2 separate regions of the Sus scrofa genome follow, and region 2 is linked to region 1. The links are chromatin contacts, called in public HiChIP or PLAC-seq maps. All regions are on one chromosome and are shown on one strand. The core of a region is the stretch at or near the end of the contact, and the rest is flanking DNA. Distances in the headings are between cores, read along the strand shown. Region 1 holds the start of CCDC69 (coiled-coil domain-containing protein 69). Region 2 overlaps CCDC69 (coiled-coil domain-containing protein 69).

The links. HiChIP or PLAC-seq counts read pairs in DNA pulled down with a chosen protein or histone mark.
Region 2: an H3K27ac HiChIP or PLAC-seq map of skeletal muscle shows a contact between it and region 1. The contact joins the enhancer-like site here to the promoter of CCDC69 in region 1. A contact is called at or near these places in 1 of 5 promoter capture datasets (liver), 26 of 47 Hi-C or Micro-C datasets (adipose tissue, alveolar macrophages, blood and 11 more) and 2 of 2 datasets of contacts at active chromatin or transcription factors (alveolar macrophages and skeletal muscle).

The regions. Positions count from the first base shown.
Region 1 is chr16:71,775,533-71,779,908 of Sscrofa11.1, reverse strand. It overlaps CCDC69 (coiled-coil domain-containing protein 69), which reads right to left and starts at 1,673. Exons shown (of 11, transcript XM_021077105.1): 1 at 1,300-1,673. The coding sequence starts at 1,347.
Region 2 is chr16:71,814,254-71,819,004 of Sscrofa11.1, reverse strand. CCDC69 (coiled-coil domain-containing protein 69) reads right to left here. Exons shown (of 11, transcript XM_021077105.1): 8 at 4,173-4,274; 9 at 3,535-3,654; 10 at 2,260-2,357; 11 at 1-1,577. The coding sequence ends at 1,400. Among named protein-coding and RNA genes, the nearest start is that of CCDC69, 38 kb to the right of the region's middle. Within about 2 kb of position 1,979, at least 18 of the 83 cell types and tissues checked have an H3K27ac peak or open chromatin away from gene starts, as enhancers often do. A contact at or near this core is called in adipose tissue, alveolar macrophages, retroperitoneal adipose tissue and 1 more, where this site is marked.

The DNA.
Region 1 (4,376 bases), core at 424-2,923:
CTCAATGTCCACCTGACACCAGCCTGGTTCTAAGTCTCAAGCCAGGCTCAGGTTGATCTGCTCTTGCTCCCAATAGCCAGCCCTCTGCTTCTGCTGCTGAAGGCCAACCTCAGTTTCCCTGTTGGAGCCAGAGAAGATATGAGGGTTTCTGGGTCAGAGCTCTGAGGGGTTGTTTTTTTGAACTGGGAGTAAAAAGGAAGGCAGGGGAGGTGCTGTCCTTGGGACAAAAACTCTTCTCCCTGAAACAGGCACAGGGCAGGGAACAGGATCACTGGGGTTGGGGACAGTGATAGAAAAGCTTGTGCTTGGGCACAAGCAAAGCAGGCGAGAGAGAGACTCAAGTTCAATGAGCAGCTACTAAATAGTGTCACCATGTGGGGTCTGTCAGGGTCTCCAGGGGATGGATCGCCAAGTTTATAGACCACCTCCTCCCACCTGGCTGGAGGACAGGTGGCAGTGGGAAGAAGGCTCAGAACTTGAGGATAGCCCCTCCCCTCTCTGTGCCTCTTGCTGTCCTCTGGTTCCAGGCTCTGACCTTCGAGGCTTGTCAGACCCCAAGGGGCAGCTGGTCCCACTGCAAGAAACCCGAGTAGCGAGTAGCGTCTCCTGGGCCCTAACCCAGCTCAGAGGCCCCGTGGGGGGGGGGGGGGGGGGGGGAAGAGCTGCGCGGTGGATCGCCTCCCTGGTTGGCCCCTCCCAGCTACCCCTAGGACAGCCCACATGCACCGGCTCTGGGGCCTGAAGAGGCTTCAGACCAGCACTTCTCAAACTTGAAAGCCTATTGTAATCACCTGGGCATCTTGTTAAAAGGCAGGTTCTATTTTAACTCCCCCGGGGCACAGCCCCAGATTCTGCATTTCTAACAGGTCCCAGGTGATGCCCATGATATAAATCCACGGACCACTCTGCGTGTGGCAGCCCTGGACATAATCTGCTTCTTAATGGTGGGAAAGCCGAAGGCCCAGAGGGGTCAAGTCACAAGTCCATGGCCACACAGCGAGCAGCTCCGACCGACCAAGGAAAAGGGCACCTGCCATAGGCACTAACATTTTCCCAGTCTGCCATCCGGAATGAGCTGCTTTTCCCGGGCCCTGGGGCCGTGTTTGTAAACTCCGCTGCCCCGTGCAGCGCAGTCCAGGGCCGGGAGAGAGAGCGCGCCGCCCGGCCGAGCCGTCCCCACCTCCCTCAGTGCCGGCCTCTAGCAGTTGGGGAACCCAGGGAGCCGAGGGTCCCCTTCGGCGTAGCGGTTCCGTACTCCCTTCCCCTCCGAAGACAAACTTCTCCGCCGGCGCCCTTTACCTTTTTGGGGGGTTTGCAGCAACTCAGCCTGCTGTGTCCGCAGCCCATCCTCCTCCGGGGGCTCCCGGACGCCGCTTCCCAACTCCGGGGCCCCCAGAGAACCTTGCGGTCCGCGCCAGGCTGCCCGCTCCGCGGTCGGCGAGACCCTGAAACTGAACCTGGAAGCGCAGACTTGAGCCGGAGCTGGGGCGGCCGCGCGCCGTAAATACCCGAAAAGCAGGGCCTCCGAGAAGCCCTCAGGGCTCGCAGGGGCGCCGCCTGAGGCAGGTGACCAGAATCTTCGTAAATGATAGCGACTCGGGTCAGAGCGGAAAAGATCCCCACGAACAATGGATTCTTTCCAGGCTCGCTGCCGAGAAAAGGCCAGATAATTGCTACTAAAAGAATTATTTAGAAACACAACAGCTAGCCTTGATTGAGAGTTTCTGTCGTGGCTTCTTCGCACACATTATTTCTATTTCTTGCTCTCTTTGCCGCAAAGGTATGATTTCCTCCATTTTACAGGTGAGGAAAATGAGGCTCAGAGATAGGATTTGCCTAAGCTCCTGCAGCTAGGAAGTACCAGAGCCTAGATAAAATCCAGTTCTATGTCCAGAACCTAAGCTTCCAACTACTTCCCTACAAATACATAAGACTGTGAAGTTTAATTGTAATGCCTCCTCACTTCTGGGTCTATAGCTCTTTCCAGTTCACAAGCATTTGTAATATTCTATCTATCCAACTTTGTGAGGCAGATGCAGGGAGAACAGGACATAAATATCAGTGCCCGGGAAAAAGAACTTTTGTGTACCCTTGCTTTTTTTTTTTTTTAAACTAGCAGAGGTTTCCAGCAGTGGCAATCAGAAAAAAGACACCTAACTTTGAAAATTAGTGTGAGTGCGTATGCTAGAAACTTATACACAGCCCAGAGACCCTGGAAAGGTGGACTGATGCAAGGGATGTACGGTGATGGATGGAAAAAGAATGTGAGATCGCAAAAGAACTTCCCCCTCCCCAGAGTAGAAGACCGGTTGCAGCAGGTTCAAAGAAAGGAACCTGAGGACACGGGCAATATTGGGTTCTTGGAAAGAAGAGTCGTGTAAGGCGGTGGTTTACAAAGTATGATTCCCCAAAGCAGCAGCAGTTAGACGTAGAGACTACCACACGAAGTGAAGTTAGTCAGACAGTTGAAAGACAAACAGCATATGGTATCACTTATCTGTGGAATCTAAAAAAAAAGGATGCAAATGCATTTATTTGCAGAACAGAAACAGACTCACAGACTTTGAAAAACTTACGGTTCCCAAAGGAGACAGGTGTCGGGGTAGGGGAGGGGGGATGGACTGGTGGTTTGGGATGGGCACAGGCACACTGAGGTATATGGAATGACTGGCAAATGGGGACGTGCGGTATAGCATGGAGACCTCTACCCGATCTTCTGTGATCGTCTGTGGGAAAAGAGTCTGAAAGAGACTGGAAGAGTATACGTGGATAACCGCATCTCTTCCTTGTACAGCGGAAATTATAACAACATTGTAAATCAACTAGACGCCAATAAACTTTTCAAATGAAAACAACAACAAAAGAAATACAAACTCGGGGAGTTTCCTGGTGGCCTAATGGTTAAGGACTGGGCATTATCACTGCTGTGGCTTGGGTTCAGTCCCAGGTCTGGGAATTACCATATGCCATGGGCCTGGCCAAAGAAAAGAGAAAAGAGGAAAGAAACACAGATGCTCAGATCCCACCCAGACCTATGGATCCTAAACTCTGAGGAAGGGGATCAAGATTATCCAGCTTCCCAAGTCCTGAGCATATTCAAGTTGGAGAAGCACCTCTGCAGGATGGGCTGAATGGGTAATGAAGAAAGAGGTCTACTTAAATTATAATGATTACGGAGTTTCCATTGTGGCTCATCAGGTTAAGAACCCAACTAGTATCTGTGGGTATGCAGGTTCAATCCCTGGCCTTGCTCAGTGGGTTAAGGATCCCGAGTTGCCACGAGCTATGGCTTGGGTCCTAGGCCTTAGCTGCAGCTCCCATTTGACCCCTAGCCAGGGAACTTTCATATGCAGCAGGTGTGGCCCTAAAAAGAAAAAAAAAATTAAAATGATTATGAACTAGAGCTCATGATTTACTAAAAACCCCAACCAACCAACAAGCAAATAACCAGAACATAAATATCCAAGAAAAGAAGCTTAAGTTAATTATGATTTATCCATAAAAATAGAATGTCATGTCACCAATAAAAATAATGATGAGGATGAAGTTTTAAAATGTTATAAAAGGTAACAAATTCATCCTTATCTTAAAAAAGTGTGCATAGTGATTACCTCTAGATGAGGGTGAGATTTGGGATATTTAAAGCTATTCATTTTCTTATCTTTACAACATGAGTATATGCTTATTACTGATAAGAAAATGACTGTTGTAATAAGAAAAAGTTTTCAAAAAATATGTTTTTAAACCCAGGTATGAGATTGAGACAAGTTTTTCACCATCAAGTGGGTATGTGAGGAGTTCCCGTCGTGGCGCAGTGGTTAACGAATCCAACTAGGAGCATGAGGTTGAGGGTTCGGTCCCTGGCCTTGCTCAGTGGGTTAAGGATCCGGTGTTGCCGTGAGCTGTGGTGTAGGTCTCAGACGCAGCTCGGATCCCATGTTGCTGTGGCTGTGGTATAGGCCGGTGGCTACAGCTCCGATTTGACCCCTAGCCTGGGAACCTCCATATGCCGAGGGAGCGGCCCAAGAAATAGCAAAAAGACAAAAAAAAAGTGGGTATGTGAAAACTCAAAGAAATAGACAGTGGTTATGAATGAACTACCTAGAAAAGCAACGTAAAGAGCAAACAGGGCCAAAAATTGGGGGGTGGGGGGATCACACCAGTAACGCCCTGTGTGGTCTGAACCTGTTGTTTCTCCTTTTGGAGAGTTTCTCATCTGAACATCAAAGAACTGAACTTTCTACACTGATCTTGAATCTTAATGTCAACAGTTGAAATGAATAACTTGGACTGGTAGGTAGCAATCAGGGAGGCCAATTCTGTTCCCCAAGCCTCTGTTCTCAGGAGCGCTTGCCTTCAGCATCTTTAAGCTTCCT
Region 2 (4,751 bases), core at 730-3,229, 39 kb before region 1:
AAAATGCTTGTCTCCAAAAGATCCAAAGCTTCCTGAGAAGACTCCTGAATCCACAGATGGGGCTGGACAGGCTTGCGGAGGTTAGTTACCCCAGCACCCAGCCCTTCACACTGACGGGGAGACTGAGGGCTGCGGCGGGGCGGGGGGGGGGGTAGTGGAGAGTGGGCGTGGAGGAGACTGGAAAGGGCTGGGGGCCCGAGAGAAAGGAGGAGAAAGACTAAGTCCCAGATCTCACCTCCCAGAACCTGGGGAGAAAGAAAAAGTACGATAAGGTAGAACCTGGGAGTTCCCGCTGTGGCTCAGCGGTAACAAACCCCAACTGGGATCCATGAGGACGCAGTCTTGATCCCTGGCCTCGCTCAGTGGGTTAAGGATCTGGCGTTGCCATGAGCTGTGGTGTATGTCTCAGACATGGCTCAGATCAGGTGTGGCTGTGGCTGTGGTGTAGGCCGGCAGCTGTAGCTCCGATTTGACCCCTAGCCTGGAAACCTCCACATGCTGCAAGTATGGCCCTAAAAAAAAAAAAAAAAAAAAAAAAAAAGGTAGAGCCTGGGTGACAGATGAAGTCCTAGTCCCCTGGCTCTGTCGGTCCTACTTCTCCCTAGGTTTCCTCATCTGTACACAGGTGAAATTCTGGCTCTGGCTGTTGAGGGCACTTAGAGCCACTAGGTGGCCCCCGTGTCCTGGTGGCACTAAGACTGAGGGAGCCGGAGGGCTGGGGAGTGAGCCTTGCCTGGTCCAGGAGGAGCAGCCCAGCCTGTAAGCCCTGGATGGACCAGACTCTGGGCCCGGGACTCTGTCCCGCGTCCTGCAGTTGGCAGGGCCTCCAGTGCCCCCTCCCAGCTGCTCCCTTTTCCTAGTTTGGTTCACAGGGTGTGGCCCACGTCCTCTCCGGTCCCCTAGTCTGACCTTGAGACAAATCCCCCAGTGGGACAGGGAGGGACTCCAGGGCCATTTCAGTTTCTGCAAATGGTTTAGAGCTGAGAGAAGCCGGGGTAGAGGGGGAACGTTGAGTGGTTGATGAGGCAGCAGCGAAGCTGACAAGTTAGGACCAGGGGGGTGTCGCCTCTTGCTCAGGTGATCAGTGTGGCGTGGCTGCCCCCGGGGGAGCCTCAGATCCACCCCCAACCCCAAGTTGTGCAGGGAGAAAGGGGGAGGGGAGAGGATTCCTCTTGTTTGTTCCCTGCATCAGCTCGAGGGGCAAAGCTGCTCAGGCCTGGGCAGCCCCATGGGTGGTGCTCTGTGGCCCGAGCCCCCAGGCCTCATGGGCACGCAGCCTGGCTCCCCCCTCACTCCTGTCCTTGTCCCTGCCTGGGAAAAGGACCAGAGGTCCCTGCCGTGTTCTCTGCCAAGTCCTGGAGAGAAAGCTGTGACCACAGGCGTCATGGTGGCCCAGGCCCTATGTGGCGAGGAAGGAGACCTCCGTGGGGGTGACAGAGGCCAAGGGGAAGGCGGGGGAGGCGTCGGCCCCCAGGACCCGGTAGAGCAGCTCCTCCTTCTCCTGTTGGAGCTGCCGCCGTAACTGGATCTCCTTCTCCAGGGCCTCGCGGGCAAGGAGCAGGTCCTCTGAGAGCTGCCTGTGGATGCAGACAGGGCCCAGGGTTGCGTGTGGGGAACCGCCTCTTGGGGCCTCTGGCAACTGCAGAGACCAACCCATTCCTCCAGGAAGCCGTTCTCGGATGGGCCACCACCCCATGGCTTGCCTGTCCCCAAGAGCCAAGTCTGTCTGTGGACCAAGGAGTGTGGGCCTCACGGGCAGACAGTTCTGGGCTCGCACCTGCTCCGCCGCTTCCATGTGTAACTTCAGACAAGGCATTCACCCTGGCCCAAATTTTAAATGGGAGGGTAACAGGACTCGGCTCCGAGTAATTATGAGCATTAGAGCGGATAATGTGTAGTCAACAGATTACGTGTGACACACGATCCCAGCTCGCGTTGACTGAGCTCTCACAGCTGGTTCCTTTGTGTGGCTTCTGGAGCGCTAAGCTTCCTGTTCCTTCTTCCTGGACTGGCTTTTCCCATGGAGCCCACTCAGCCAGCATGGGGACACACAGAGCTGCCTCAGCCCTGAGACTTGGGTTTCTGGGCAGAGCTGGGCTCTCGGGACTCTGAGCTCCGGAGGAGGGGAGCCACTTTCCCCAGAGGGGCCTAAGCTCATGGGTCGATCCCTTCCCCGGGCCTCTTGGAGACTCTCCCAACTGGACATTTTAATAAATAAAAGGGGCTGGGGGTGGGAAGAGTCGGGGTGGGGGCCGCTACCTCGACACAACCATCTGGTTGTGGCCTCGGGCGTGCAGGTCCTCGTTCTCGTGCTGCAGGGCGGTGATTTTCTCCTCCAGCAGCAGGTTTTTTTCTTTCTGTAACAAATCAGAGCGAGCTCAGGAAGCCACCACCCTCATTCGGCACAGTCCGTGCCGTCCCCTTCCTCTTATCTGTGGCCACGGAAAAGACTGGTTCACTTTAGAACAACCGTTACATTTCATGAAGCAATGAGATAACTGAGAACAAGGCGACTCAGGCAGGAGCCAGGGGCTGCCAACTTTGCCAGGCAAGACTCTTTAAAGACAGCAGATGCCCACTATCATCTGAAATTCTCCACCAGCTCATAAGAGGAAGGCTTTTGGGGTTCTCCAAAAGTCAAGCATGTATAATTTATATAAATGTATCTGTTGTGCTATTCTACAAAAATGGTTGAACACAATTTATAGGTGACATCCGAGATGGTCTGAGTTAAAATCTAGGTTGTATTGGGAGTTCCCGTTGTGGCTCAGAGGGTTAAGAACCCAACCGGTATCCATGAGGATGCGGGTTCGAACCCTGGCCTCGCTCAGTGGGTTAAGGATCTGGCATTGCTGTGAGCTGTGGTGTAGGTCGCAGACACGGCTTGGATCCTGCGTGGCTGTGGCTGTGGCTGTGGCTCAGGCTGGTAGCTACAGCTCCCATTCGACCCTAGTCTGGGAACGTCCATATGCCGCAGGTGCAGCTCCCTAAAAAAAAAAAAAAAAAAAAAATGTAGGTTGTGTGGCACATAGGAAGCCAGGAGACGTCTTCTGGGACAATATAATACCTGTGTGCATTCAATCCTAGGTTCCCAAGGCCTCCTTTCTCCTGGAGACATAGCCACCTGTGTCCTTAACGCCCACCACTGCCCAGGCCTGTCCCGGCTGACTCTGGCTTCCCATATCTGTCTTTTTTTTTTTTTTTTCCAGCCTTGACTCATTTCTCAGCTCCCGTGCAATTTGTGACACTGGCCAGCCCCTCCTGATTAGCCAGGCTACCTGCCCCAGTGTCACCCAAATGACAACAAGATGCGTAGACAAGAAAAGTACAGGACCTGGATCAGAAGGAGCCACTGCTGGACCCAGACCAGCCTCAGCAGCTCAAGGGCCAGCATGGCCAGCAGGTTGAAGCTGGTGTGACCAGGCAGGGCCTCCTCAAGGAACCATCCCTCTGCACACCGGACAGAGGAGATGCCCACAAAGCGGAAGCATGAGGCTGCCGCCCGCCCGCCCCCCACTGCTGCTGCCCACAGACCACTGTCTCCGTGAGGATCAGCCGCTTGTCTAGGTCATGAATCCGCTCATTCTTCATTTCGATGACAAAGTGTAAGCTCTCCAGCTCCTGCTCCCAGAACTGGCTGGGGCTCCCGTACTCCTAGACAGGGACAGGGAGTGACCTCAGCAGACCAGCTGGAGGGAGTATTGGGGGCAGGGGGGTGGCAGGAGATCCCACCCTCCCTCCCCTTTCTGCCCCCAACTCTGACTCAGGACACCTGCTCCCAGCCCATGGCAAGTGCTTGATCGAGTGCTTGATGGGCTTTATCTCAATTCTCGACTAACAGAGCCCCTGGAGGCACGAGCTAGGACCCTTGCAGAGGAGGACACCGGGGTTCAGAGGGGTTACATTGCTTGTGCTAAGTGGGAGGTTTGCTCCTTACACCTGGTTCTCTCTGAATCCAGAATCTGAGCACTCGACCACCTCGCAGGCCTCTCTCTCTCTCAGCCTCACCTTCCCCCTTGGTGACAGGGGACTGATGTTTCCTCCAGGCCTTTGTGAAGGTAAGCGTCAGGTCTGTGCCCTGAACTTGAAGAGGGACTGGCCTTTCCTATTGCCAAGACCTGGACCTCCCTGGTGAGTCCAGAAGGAGAGGCCTTGGCGATTTTGCCACCTACCTGGATGTGCTTCTTGTAGTCTCGGCTCAGGATGGACTCCTCTACCCTCTTCATCTTGGCCTGGAAGGCCTCCAGCTGTGCAGTGAGGCCATCAATGGTCTCCTGCCGAAGCAGAGGGAAGAGGAGGATGAAGGGCTGGAGGTGACCCCCAGGAGGGGTCCGTGTTGGGTTCTTCAGTCTGCCTTTGCTTCACCGAGCAGTGCAGGCTGCTTCTATTTGACCCACTGCTGCTGGAAACGTACATCCACCCCCTCCGTAGCCTTGGGGCCATATCAGGGCATTCAAGGCCGGTGGTGGCCTGGCATTCAACACATATGCAAATCAGGCGCAATGCCCTTTCCCATTCTCACCTCTCACTGCTCCTGTCTCATACCTCCTAGTGCAGCCATACATCCTGTCACTGGTCCAGCTGCAAGGTGCATTCTTGTCTCCTTGCTTCTCCCCCGGCCAAGCATCCCTTCCACCTACACCTCGCCCCCCACCTTCAGGGTAGTGCACCCCATATCTTGGCTCACAGGCTCCACCACGTGGTCCCTGTCTCCCCCTCCAGCCTCAGCTCTCCCCCACTCATGCTCTACA